Linked DNA regions of Canis lupus: region 2 is linked to region 1. A link is a contact called in public Hi-C data. All regions are on one chromosome and are shown on one strand. The core of a region is the stretch at or near the end of the contact, and the rest is flanking DNA. Distances in the headings are between cores, read along the strand shown. Region 1 overlaps AKAP13 (A-kinase anchor protein 13). Region 2 overlaps AKAP13 (A-kinase anchor protein 13).

Region 1 (5,455 bases), core at 1,694-4,193:
ATGTTTCACTGTTAGTGTCTTGTAACATTTTAGTTTTTACTAAAACCAGATGATTGATTGACCTTCAAAAGGCAGCTACTTCTTGATGTTAGTCTGTAACCTTTTGTTATTGAGGGTGGAGGGAGAAACATTTGTAAACTGTGTCCTTTAAAAAGACTTAACTTAGATACCAAGATTATTTTTTGTTTTTCCTCTTTTGTTTTCCAATGAGAAGCTTACAATGAATTGTGTGTTTAATTGTAAGTTGTAAAGACTTTTTAAAGTAATCTTTTGTGTGTCTGTGTGTGCCATTGAGAAGGTGTAGATATGTATGGTATGATTAACCCTTTTTAAGAAAGTAAGTACAACAGAAGTAGTAGCATCTTGGTGGGGGCAGTTAAGTGGAAAATTTGGTTTCTACTTTATTTGCCTTTGTATTGTTCAAATGCTTTACAAGTGAATATGTTACTTTTTAAAACATGTATAGTAATTTTTAATAAAAGCATTTTGAAGACTGAAAAAAAATGACCTCTCTCCTGAAAATAAAGCCATCTGTGTGCTGATTAACACTAGATGCCGACAAACAGTAAGATAAAATATTACATTCAAAACACCTATGAGTTTTATGGTTGAGAATATAATTTGCTATGAAATACAGCCTGAGTGGAAATACATCTCTAAAGACAAAAGGTATTGCCTTTGTAATAAAGAAAAATAATTCCATTCTTTTCTATGTGTATGAAACAAATCCAACCCCAAATCCCATTTTAACTAAACAGGAAGTTTCCTTTAGAGATGAAGCTGAGGTTTTTCTTTAAAAGACTTATGTAGGACTGGTAAGTAATCTAAAGAAGTCTGAGTATCATTGGAAGATAATTCTTGGGGGGGATACAGAGTACTGTCTTATTGTGTTCATTTTTATTAGTTAAATGTGATTTAAAAAAAATATTTTATTTATTTATTCATGATAGAGAGAGAGAGAGGTAGAGACACAGGCAGAGGGAGGAGCAGGCTCCATGCAGGGAGTCAGACGTGGGACTCGATCCTGGGACTCCAGGATCACGCCCTGGGCAGAAGGCAGGCACTTAAACTGGTGAGCCACCCAGGCTGCCCGTTAAATATGAATTTAAACCAAGCAAACAATGATTTCAGAATGGAAATAAGACAGGATGTTCAGTGGATGCTGCATCCCATTTCTCTGAAAGGCTTTGGTGCAGGGTCTTTCATAAGATACAGTTGTCTTTCAGCATGTGTTACTTACTTTTAGAACTTATAGCAAAGGTTCTTGTTAGACAGGAAAACTACATTCATTGACCTAAAATTTGACTCAGCTCTTGTATTTTTCTCATTCATCAAGGGGAAGGTACTTATATATTATATATATATATATATATATATATATATATATATATATATATATATATATATATATATAAAGATTTGTCATTTAAAAAAAGAAAAAGAAACCATTTGCTGTGATCAGAATTCCTTTTGGACTTATTAGAAATCAGTGATCATAGCCCAGCCCAGTAAATAGCCCTACAGGTGGATCATGATGTGTCTTTCACTTATTGTGAACCAGGACCTGTCTCTAGTAGCTGATGTCCAGAGTTGCCAGATTGAATTACACATTTGGAAAGAATTTTTAGACTTTAAACCATCCTAATCACAGAATACCAGACCTTCCCTCCATGGAGAAGGAATCTATTACTTTCTACTGGACACTTTGTTACAGTCTCCCCATTCTAAAACACTCCTGCTATCTAGGTGATCCCTAGACAGGTGTGATTATAATTTTAAAAATCTTAAATTATTGGCCCAATGCTAGTCAGTACATGTAGTTGCTATCCTGGAAAAACAAACTGAGGACCAATTGAAGGGAAAAAATACCCATTGTCTACTGTCCCAGCTGGAGTGCTTATGTGGACGTTGTATACTTGGAACTAAGGGTATAGCACTGGACTCTTAGCCACATGAGTTATAGTGAAGGCAATGTCCCTGCCACAGGAGTGAAAATTGGCTCTTGGTTTGGGGGGGGGGAAGGGCAAAAAGTCTTAATCTATATAAGCACAGGTACACATATACAAATAAATATATATTTATAGCATTAAAGTTTCATTAGATGGGGTGGTAGTGAATAAAGAAAAATGTCTACAGAGGCTCCTTGGGAGGGGGGGTGACAGTAAAACACTGAGAAACACTACCTTATAGTAATAGGCTGAAATCTGGTGGGTCATGTTTTTAGTATTAATTAGCCCCTTTTCCTCAGAAAATGTACATGATGAAATTACTGTGCCTATTGTTTTTCCCCCACTCTGCTTAAATATTCTTACATGTAAGAGATGTTTTACACATACCAGATTTGTGCATCTACTGTTTGACCACCAAAAACTAGCATTAGGTGCTTTTTTTGCATATAATCCTCAAGACTGAACATTTCCTTTAACCCCATAGAGCCACTTCTTAAATTCTTTCATGCCAAACTGGAGTAATAAAATATATTATTTTTGTATTTTCTACCACTGACTTCTTACCACAGCCTTTCTCTTAGAACATGATCTGAGTGGGGGCATTTGGGTGGCATAGTTGATTGAGCATCCGACTCTTGGTTTCAGTTCAGGTAGTGATCTCAGGATCATGGGATGGAGCCCTGTGTGGGGCTCTGTGTTCAGTGGAGAATCCCAGCTTGAGATTCTCTCTCTTTTTTCTCTCTTTCTCTCTCCCCCACCATGCACATACATGTGTGCACTCTCTCTCAAATGAATAAATTAAAAAAAAAAAAAAAAGAACATCCTCTGAGTGGGACTGGGTTGGGCTAGTCCAGCAAGCACTTTCAGGGTTCCTTTTTGGATAGTTGGTCAAACAAAGTCCCATTGTTTCATCCTCAAAAGAGAAGGCCCGGATGGGATGTGTGCCACTTTTAGCTTAATAGGAAATGAAGTAATTCTTGGGTCATGCTTCAACAGAGTTGTTTATCTGTAGCAGTATTTCGTTTCCATGGGTACGGGTGCTTTATACAGTGATAAGGAGCGTACAGAAAAGCTCTCCAACTTAATGAGCACAAATACCTCCTGACTTGTCTACTTAAAAAAGGTTGGAATTAGATGCTTTTAAGAGGAGCATTAGCAGTTAATTAACATTGTTGCTTCTCAGCTAGGTGCTTTTTGTTGTGTTTTTATTTATTCTGCATTTCCCTTCCCTTCTCTCTTTATCTTTTCAGTTCTGCAGTGCCAAAGGCAACTTTTAGCTCCAAGCTCAACTGGGTCTTGCCACAGAAGCTCTTTGTAGAGTATTGAGAATCTCTTTTCCTTGAGTGACCTAAACAGGATCATTTTAAGTTTATTATTTTTTTTAATTTTATTTTTAGAGAGGGAGGGGGGTGGGGAAAGAATCTTAAACAGGCTCGTTGCCCAGCGTGGAGCCCGATGTGGGGCTCGAGATCATGGTCCGTGAGATCATGACCTGAGCCAAAATTGAGTCACATGTTCAACTGACTGACTACCCAGGCACCCCTTAAACAGAAATATTTTAATAGCTTTAAAAAAAAAAAAAGATAATACTAGCTACCAGTTTTTGATGCCTGTCTTAGGGTAGGTGGTGTTGGGCTTCCAGGCAGGGTGACTGGTTCAGGGTGACCTAGCCTGTCTGCTGTGGAGGGTGGAGAGCACACCTGCTATTTCCTGACTCCTCAGTGAGTTGCCCTCATCCTTTAGGCCCCGCACTTAGCCAGGAGTGGGTCTCCCCCACCCCCTAATTTACTTTATGCTTCTGTTGTAAAAGAACTTGACCTGATCATGGGTTGATTCAGAAGGCTGTTTCAGAAATGGAATTGACACTTCAGCCATATTTACTAGTTTGTCTCTCTTCTTCCCCTGTCTCAATTTTCTGGGGCTGCTGCCTTCAGAAGAAGCTCAGTAAAGTTTTCTGAACTTCCCTTTTTAAAAAGACTCGTGATTCTTATTTTCCTTCATTACCAGGAGATAGAGTGGAAGGAGAAGCGTCATGGCACTAGCTGAAAACCCTGCTACTCTTCTTTCCATTGCAGCTTCTGTTTTTACATAAGAAGAGGTTGAATTGGGGTGATGATATCACACACGTTGTGGTTTCCGTGTATTTTGAGTATATGTGTGGGCATTGTTAATACCTTGCATTTTGTGTATACAAAGGCAGTTTTAAGGCTAATGGCCCCTGGAGAGCTCATCTAGAACTGTCTCTAGAACTAATTTTTGGCAATAAGATGTTTTGTGTGTGGGTGTATACAGTGGGTTTACTGGGTCCATATTATATAACTTTTTTTAAAAAAGAATTTATTCATGAGAGACACAGAGAGGCAGAGATGCAGGCAGAGGAAGAAGCAGGCTCCCCACAGGCAGCCCAGTGTGGGACCCGATCCCTGAACTGGGATCATGCCCTGAGCTAAAGGCAGACGCTCAACCGCTGAGCTACCCAGGCATCCCATAACTTTTGTTTTTTAACATGTTGGTTTTTGTCCTCCCTAACTGCTTTGTCTGAAAGTTTATAGGGATTAAAAAATAGTCTTGAGCATAATAGAAAGCACTAGTGTGAGAGAGTAGCACTGGCAGCCCCATGCACTGATTTCCAGACAGCGGGCTGAGGCACTCTGTTTTTGAGCGGTAGTAGCTCTTTCAGTGTACTCGGAGTTCTTAAAGCTCGTCCAGGACACACTCACTCCTTCACTCATCTTTTATTCCTCGGTGTTTCTTTTGAAAAAGAAGGCTGTAATCATACCTAACAAATTCCCGACTTGTGGCACATTTTACTTAGGATGATTCATAGTCTCTCCTTCAGATTGTGAATTTATATCTGAAGTGAAAAATGTCACACACACAATCGGATAGCTGCTCCTGGGTTTCTGTTTCATGGCCTTTTCTGACATTCTGCCTCGTCTGATAGTTTTATTTTACACAAAAATGTATACACAGAGCGGACAGTTCACCCTCCACCTACCACCTTGCACCATCCACCTTCTAACAGATTTCTTCTGCTAAAGCAGCAAAAAGAGATAGGCATGCTTAGCCTGCTAATAAACACACGTAGCTTGCACAAGTACACACACACACACACACACACACACACGCTCCTGAACCACGTTCTGTTTCTCTCCCCTTCGTCTTCACTCTATCCTAGCTGGATAGATTTCCATGCAGACACTTACTCCTACACTTTGCAGGTTTAAGTAAGGTGGTGGTGCTTTACTGTGGCTTTTTGCACTCATGCACCCCTCTATGAGTGTGAGTATGTGTGTGTGAGTGATGAAGCTGAAGATCTGGAATATGGTGTGAACTTGTCTATACAGAAAGTTTTTATAGGGTGGTGGATGGTATTTACTATTAGTGGCTTTGTCACTCCCTTAGTGGCTCAAGCTTTTGGATTTCTTACCTTTGCACAGGCTTAAGGCTTGTAATGCTATGCTGTAATTATTGGTTAGATTCAAGAATGAGAACCACACTGTTCT
Region 2 (5,455 bases), core at 1,582-4,081, 160 kb after region 1:
CCAAGCTTCACAGGGGCCTAGATCCTGGAACAGGAGTTACATTGCATGATGCGAAGAGGGGCATAGCCACATCGGTATCTCAGGAGTTACATGGATTTCTATTTGTGGTTCTACTTTTTCTCTCAGTAGTAAACAATGACTTCTTTATCAATTTTTTTTTCTTTATCAAAATTGATCTGTATTTTCAAGTCACAGAGAACTGGACAAATTAATGACGGCCAGTGGTTTCCGGTTCTTTAGAGAAACATCCTCAAAGTGTTTACTTTTGCTGATTAGAATGAGTCACTCCCCAGGGGTCTCTTTCTGCAGAGGCCTCCTTATGCCCAGAAAGGGACATTGCCGAGAAATCCCGGCATTCCTGTTGAGTAGTACATAAGCTCTCTCTCACTGCCGACCTCTAGAGTAGCTTCACCACTTTCATGGAGATGACCACAGACGGTAGAAATTATAAGAAGCATGGCATCCAAATCACTAACTTGCAGTCTGTTCCTGGAGAAGAATGCAATGGGGGGCAAGAATGAGTTAAAACCTTCCAGTATTTCTTCTTGTTGATGCCAACATGACCCCTTTCCAGGAGAGCCTCACCTTGTTTTGCCATTGGTAGAAGAGCTTAGATGACTCTTCAGGTGTGTTAACAGAAAGGTGGCCAGACCATGAATGCCACATGGGGTGGAGCTAGAAGAGGTTAGCTAGACAGGGGACAGAGGCAGGCCTAGGAGCAAAAGGCCCAGAATAAAGCCTTACCCCACCCCTAGGACTCCAGACTAGTTCCAGCTTTGTGGGCCATCCTGTTGACAAAAGCAGATAGCTTTTGTGATAGCCTGATATCCTGATATCGTGATAGCTTCTGGGTAGTGGTGGCCTCTGTCAAGACTCTCCAGGTGAGGCCCTTCCCTGAACGTAACATACTAGGTGGCTGGGGCTACCCTACTGATAATTCAGATGACACAGAAGTTGAAATCTTCGGCTGCATGAACCTTGTGGGACAGTCCAGTGGGACTCACTTTGAAAAATTAACCCTTTTTTCAAGAGATGTAACATAAAGAGTCTTAGGGAATCACAGGCTGAAGGAACTTGGGGGAAAGTAGACCCTCCTCTCATTTACTAGATGGGGAAACTGAGGTAAGGACAGACTTGCTTGGGTCACACTAACTCGCAGAGCCAGTTGGTGTTTCACATTCTATAATCAGTGTAGTATCAGGGCATTTGCCTTTTGGATAAAAAAGACCTAGCAGGGTCTAAACTAGACATGTGAATAGGAGCCATGAGCTAGGCACTGTGGTAGAAAGACTTAAAGATTAAGCAATAGATGAAGGGTCCCTGCCCTAGAAGAGCACTCCGTGGAGGAAAAAAACGTAAGACCATCACAGTATGGTGTGACAGGTGGTATTACCAAAGAGATCCGTGAACCAAGGAGACATCATGGGAGCAACTGTTGAGGAAGGTCCTGTAGGGAGAGGCCCCTGGGGCCTGGGGTTCTGGCAGTCTCTATTCTAGTGTCCTATCCTCCCCATCATCACTCCCCTCTTCGCACATCCATACGTGTGAGCTAAGAGAGTGTCTTGGCCCACAGTGAGTGAGTTGAGGCTGTCAGGACCTGTGGTGTTGGGTTGATTTTTTTTTCAGGGAGCCTTCCCCTCGAAACGCTTTTGTCACTGGTTGTCCCCACAGATCTTTTGTTTCTGCTTCCCCTCTGGCCTCCTGGTACAGTTCTATCTTATGACTTCATAGCAGCAGTAAGAGCTGACAGCGACCATTCTGAGGCACAGAGAGGGCTGAGTTTTTACATCAGTGGCTGTGGAGCCAAGGGAAAAGAAGTAAGGGTTGTCCTTGACAGAAGTGGTCTCCCCTCCATCTTTCTGGAAGTCTCCCACTTTATCTTGAGTCCAGATTGCAAGGTATGCCTGGGGTAGTTCTGATGACCTTTCTTTTGTCTCCTGACTCTAGCTGGGTTGCAGAAAGCTCAGAGTGGATAAGATCCCAAACAGAAGGACATAGACAGGTAGACTCTGAGGTTCACACTCTGCCTCTGGCAAAAGCATACGTACTTCCCAGGTCCTGGTCAGGGGCTCTCTGTTCATGGATTTAGCTATGACTCTGATTTCACTTGTTGACAGCAGGCACTTCTCTTGTCGTTTTGCTTCGTTGCCTCTCAGCTTCCTGCCTGAGAAGCTCCAGACTTCTAGTTTCCGTTAATCAGAAATCACATCTGCTCTCATTTCTCCTCCTCCCCATGACATCACACGCCTGCTTTCTGGAAGGGGACTGCAGTGTGTAATTCCAGTTAGAGCCGCATTGTGATATGCAAGTGACTTCACTTGGGAAGTCAGAGTCTAAGATCTGTTTGCTTGGCCCAAGTCACCTGGGGCTTTGCTTGTTTTTCAGGTTGCAGTGCTTTTGTCCACAAAGGCTGTAGAGAAAGCCTGGCCTCCTGTGCAAAGGTCAAAATGAAGGTAAGACATTACTCGGAATGGGGAGAGTCCTGGTTGGGGTTTTTGTTTATTGTGATCATTGAGACCAAAACAAACAATTTTTCTCTAAGGCCACCGAGTTTCTTAACACATTCGGGTATCTGAGGCTTTTGGAAAAGAAAATGCTTTCAGAATTCCGTGTTAAATACACATCTCTGAGTTTCTAATGTCCCTGTGTCGTTGTTAAAGTGGTTTTATTCTTAACTGTGTGTGCAGGCCTGCTCTGCTGTTCACACACCCGGCTCCCCTGGGGCCACCCTGAGGGCAGCAGGTGGCATTCAGGTGCTCTGACTGCTGAGGAGTGTGAGAGTTTGACATGGCCTGCCCGGCAGCACTTTTGTCCATGGGTCACAGAGCACTTGTCTCTGGTCATGTGACACAAGAACAGGAAGTGAGTGGAGGTGTCTGCCCGGGAGGTGCATGCTGTGTAATAATGGGCACCACCTACCAAGTGGCCCTAAAGAGGGAGGGTTTGGGGGCCTACCTTCTAAGTAGCCTCCGTGGTTTTCAGTGTTGTAGTCACCCATAAATAAATGTCCTTCTGTCCTTGTCAGGAAAGCACTCCAGCTCCATCTACATGATACTTAGTATGGTGTGCACTTTACCAGTAAGCAAACATTACGTAGTGCAGTGGCCTCACACCTGGATGAATGTGCATTAGAGTCCCCTCAGAGACTTTTGCGAGAGACCACTTACTGCATCCCTCTTCCCGGGTTGCACATCCTGGGGTGGGGCCCGGGAATTTGCATTTCTAGTCAGTTCCCAGATGATGCAGATGCTACAAGTCTGAATGAGTGTAAAAACGATACACTTCTGTACCCCAGATTTTATCAGGCTGGGGATGTAAATTTTGTTTGGCTCTGGAAGTATTTGTTGTTGATGCAGTTGTTTGAAGAAATCACATTTCATATCAATTTAGATTCTAATTTCTCCTTTAAAAATTGGATGACCTCAAAAAAAAAATTGGATGACCTCAAAAAAGGAAAATTGGAAGATCTCACAACCCTGGTTATTTCCTCTTACCCAGCAGTCTCCGTTTTCACCTTGCTCTTTTTTCCTACTCTCCATAGTACTTCTCACCTTCTCAGAGTCTCTATTTAACAGCTTGTATCTACTTACTACATTTATTTTGTGTAATCTGCACCTTCCCCCCCACTAGAATGTAAGCACCAAACTTGCCAAGCAGTCTCAAGTCAGGAATGTTTGATCCGTTGATAGATCTGAGGCATCCAGCACAGAGTCTGGTTGTCTAGGTCCCTGAATGTTGGGCAGATGGATAGAAAGTGGTAATCCACGGGGGCTGAGAGGCTGCTGCTTCCTCAACAGGATGTGTAGGTTCCCCCCAACCCCGGCCTTGCCTCCTTCACTTGTTGCCTGCCTAACCCCATGGGCACTGAGTTTGTGATCTCTGACGAGACTTAGAGCTACTAGGAATGTACTAAGCTCTGTAGAACACTGATGATAGGGATGTAGCATCTCCCTTATAAGAGAACATAGCCTGAAAGAGGAGTTCCATTTCTAAATTGGAAGTAGCCTGATTTATCTCAGAGTAATTGGCTCACTCTAATTTCTCACAGTTTTTCTGTCACATTCTACAACAAAAGTCTCAACTGAAATTAGTACTTTACATAAGGACTATTTAGTACTTTTATTAATGCTAGTCACTTGGAGAAACAAATGAAAAAAGCACAGGGGCTGCTCTTCAGGAACCAACATTCTAGTGGGGGGAGAGATGGCAGGCAGACAGTGACCATAAACAAGGGGGAAACTGTGGAGGTCTGTGCATGATTCTCGGGACTGCCAGGCTCTGCCTTGGATGAGGAGAAGAAAGAAGGTGATGGGTGGCTTTACCCAGGAGATGGTTCTCACATTGTCTTGGAATTGAGGAATGCCCTGAGGTGAAGGGGCACAGGGTGTTCCGGGGGAAAAGCAGCATTTTGGGGGTCATGCAACTTGGCAGGCTCAGAGGAGAGCCTGTGAGGGTAACTGGAGGGATGGTGAGTACCATTGGCCAGGAGCCCAGCTGGAGCGCTGTCCCTGCTCTCTCCTGGCTCTGGGCTTCTTGAGACCTGACAGAAGATAAATTGTGGATGCAGTCCTCATGTATTTATTTTCCTTTCTCCTTCAGCAGCCCAGAGGAAGCCTCCAGGCCCAGGACACATCCTCACTGCCCACAGTCATCATGCGGAGCAAGCGTAAGTCACTCAGCTGTCCTCTCTGCCAGCTCTTTTGACTCTCTGGTTCAGGACTTAAACGTGTTTTTGTAATATTTGTTTGTTACTCTTAAGACTTGAGTATTTATTTTGTGGTTAGTTAGAGAAGACTGCAGATTATTGTCCAAAAGCCGAATGTTTTACCATCACATGCCCTTGGAAGGCTTCTAGAATAGTGTGTGTATTCACCTGAGAGGCAGCCCTATTTCCATGTGGTTCAGCAGGTGAAATTTCATGCATCTCCAAGTTCTCTTCCATGAGTTGACAATTATGCATGTTTTTAATGCCTACAGTTATACAAGGGAAAAAGAGATCTTGCTGATCAAACTTCTTAGTTTATAAACTGTGAAGTGAAGTAAGTAGTTCTCTTTTTTCCTCCAGGGCCTTCAGGTGGTACACAGAATCGAGTCAATCACAGAGTACTGTCCTGTCCTCACCAATGCAAAGCTCCACTTTGGTGTTACCTCCTCTTTGCATTATCACCTCCCTCTGTAGTGCCCCCTGTGGTTAGTTAACATGTTATCTTTCTGATCGGTTCTCTTTACACATCCATCGCTGAAAATACCTCTTACTGTTTTGTGTGTTGCATTTATATTAGATAGGACTTAGGCTTATTCATTCTGCTTTTTTCTCAGTCTGTCATTTTCAGATCTATGCATGTTTTTATGGATAAGCTGTTGTTTCAGACTGCTGCATGGTATTCTCTCATAAACCTGTTCCGCAATTTAATTATCAGTTCCCCCAAAGATGGATATCTAAGTCATTTCCAAC

Evidence for each region. A called contact is a pair of places that touch in the nucleus more often than the background predicts.
Region 2: a Hi-C map of blood shows a contact between it and region 1, with 2.6 times the contacts expected there. The contact joins two enhancer-like sites. A contact is called at or near these places in 2 of 9 Hi-C or Micro-C datasets (both in blood).

The regions. Positions count from the first base shown.
Region 1 is chr3:49,609,913-49,615,367 of UU_Cfam_GSD_1.0, forward strand. The region is part of intron 3 of AKAP13 (A-kinase anchor protein 13); the gene reads left to right. Among named protein-coding and RNA genes, the nearest start is that of AKAP13, 130 kb to the left of the region's middle. Within about 2 kb of position 2,944, at least 4 of the 20 cell types and tissues checked have an H3K27ac peak or open chromatin away from gene starts, as enhancers often do. A contact at or near this core is called in blood, where this site is marked.
Region 2 is chr3:49,767,935-49,773,389 of UU_Cfam_GSD_1.0, forward strand. It overlaps AKAP13 (A-kinase anchor protein 13), which reads left to right. Exons shown (of 40, transcript XR_005357033.1): 20 at 2,386-2,453; 21 at 4,600-4,666. Among named protein-coding and RNA genes, the nearest start is that of KLHL25, 98 kb to the right of the region's middle. Within about 2 kb of position 2,832, at least 8 of the 20 cell types and tissues checked have an H3K27ac peak or open chromatin away from gene starts, as enhancers often do. A contact at or near this core is called in blood, where this site is marked.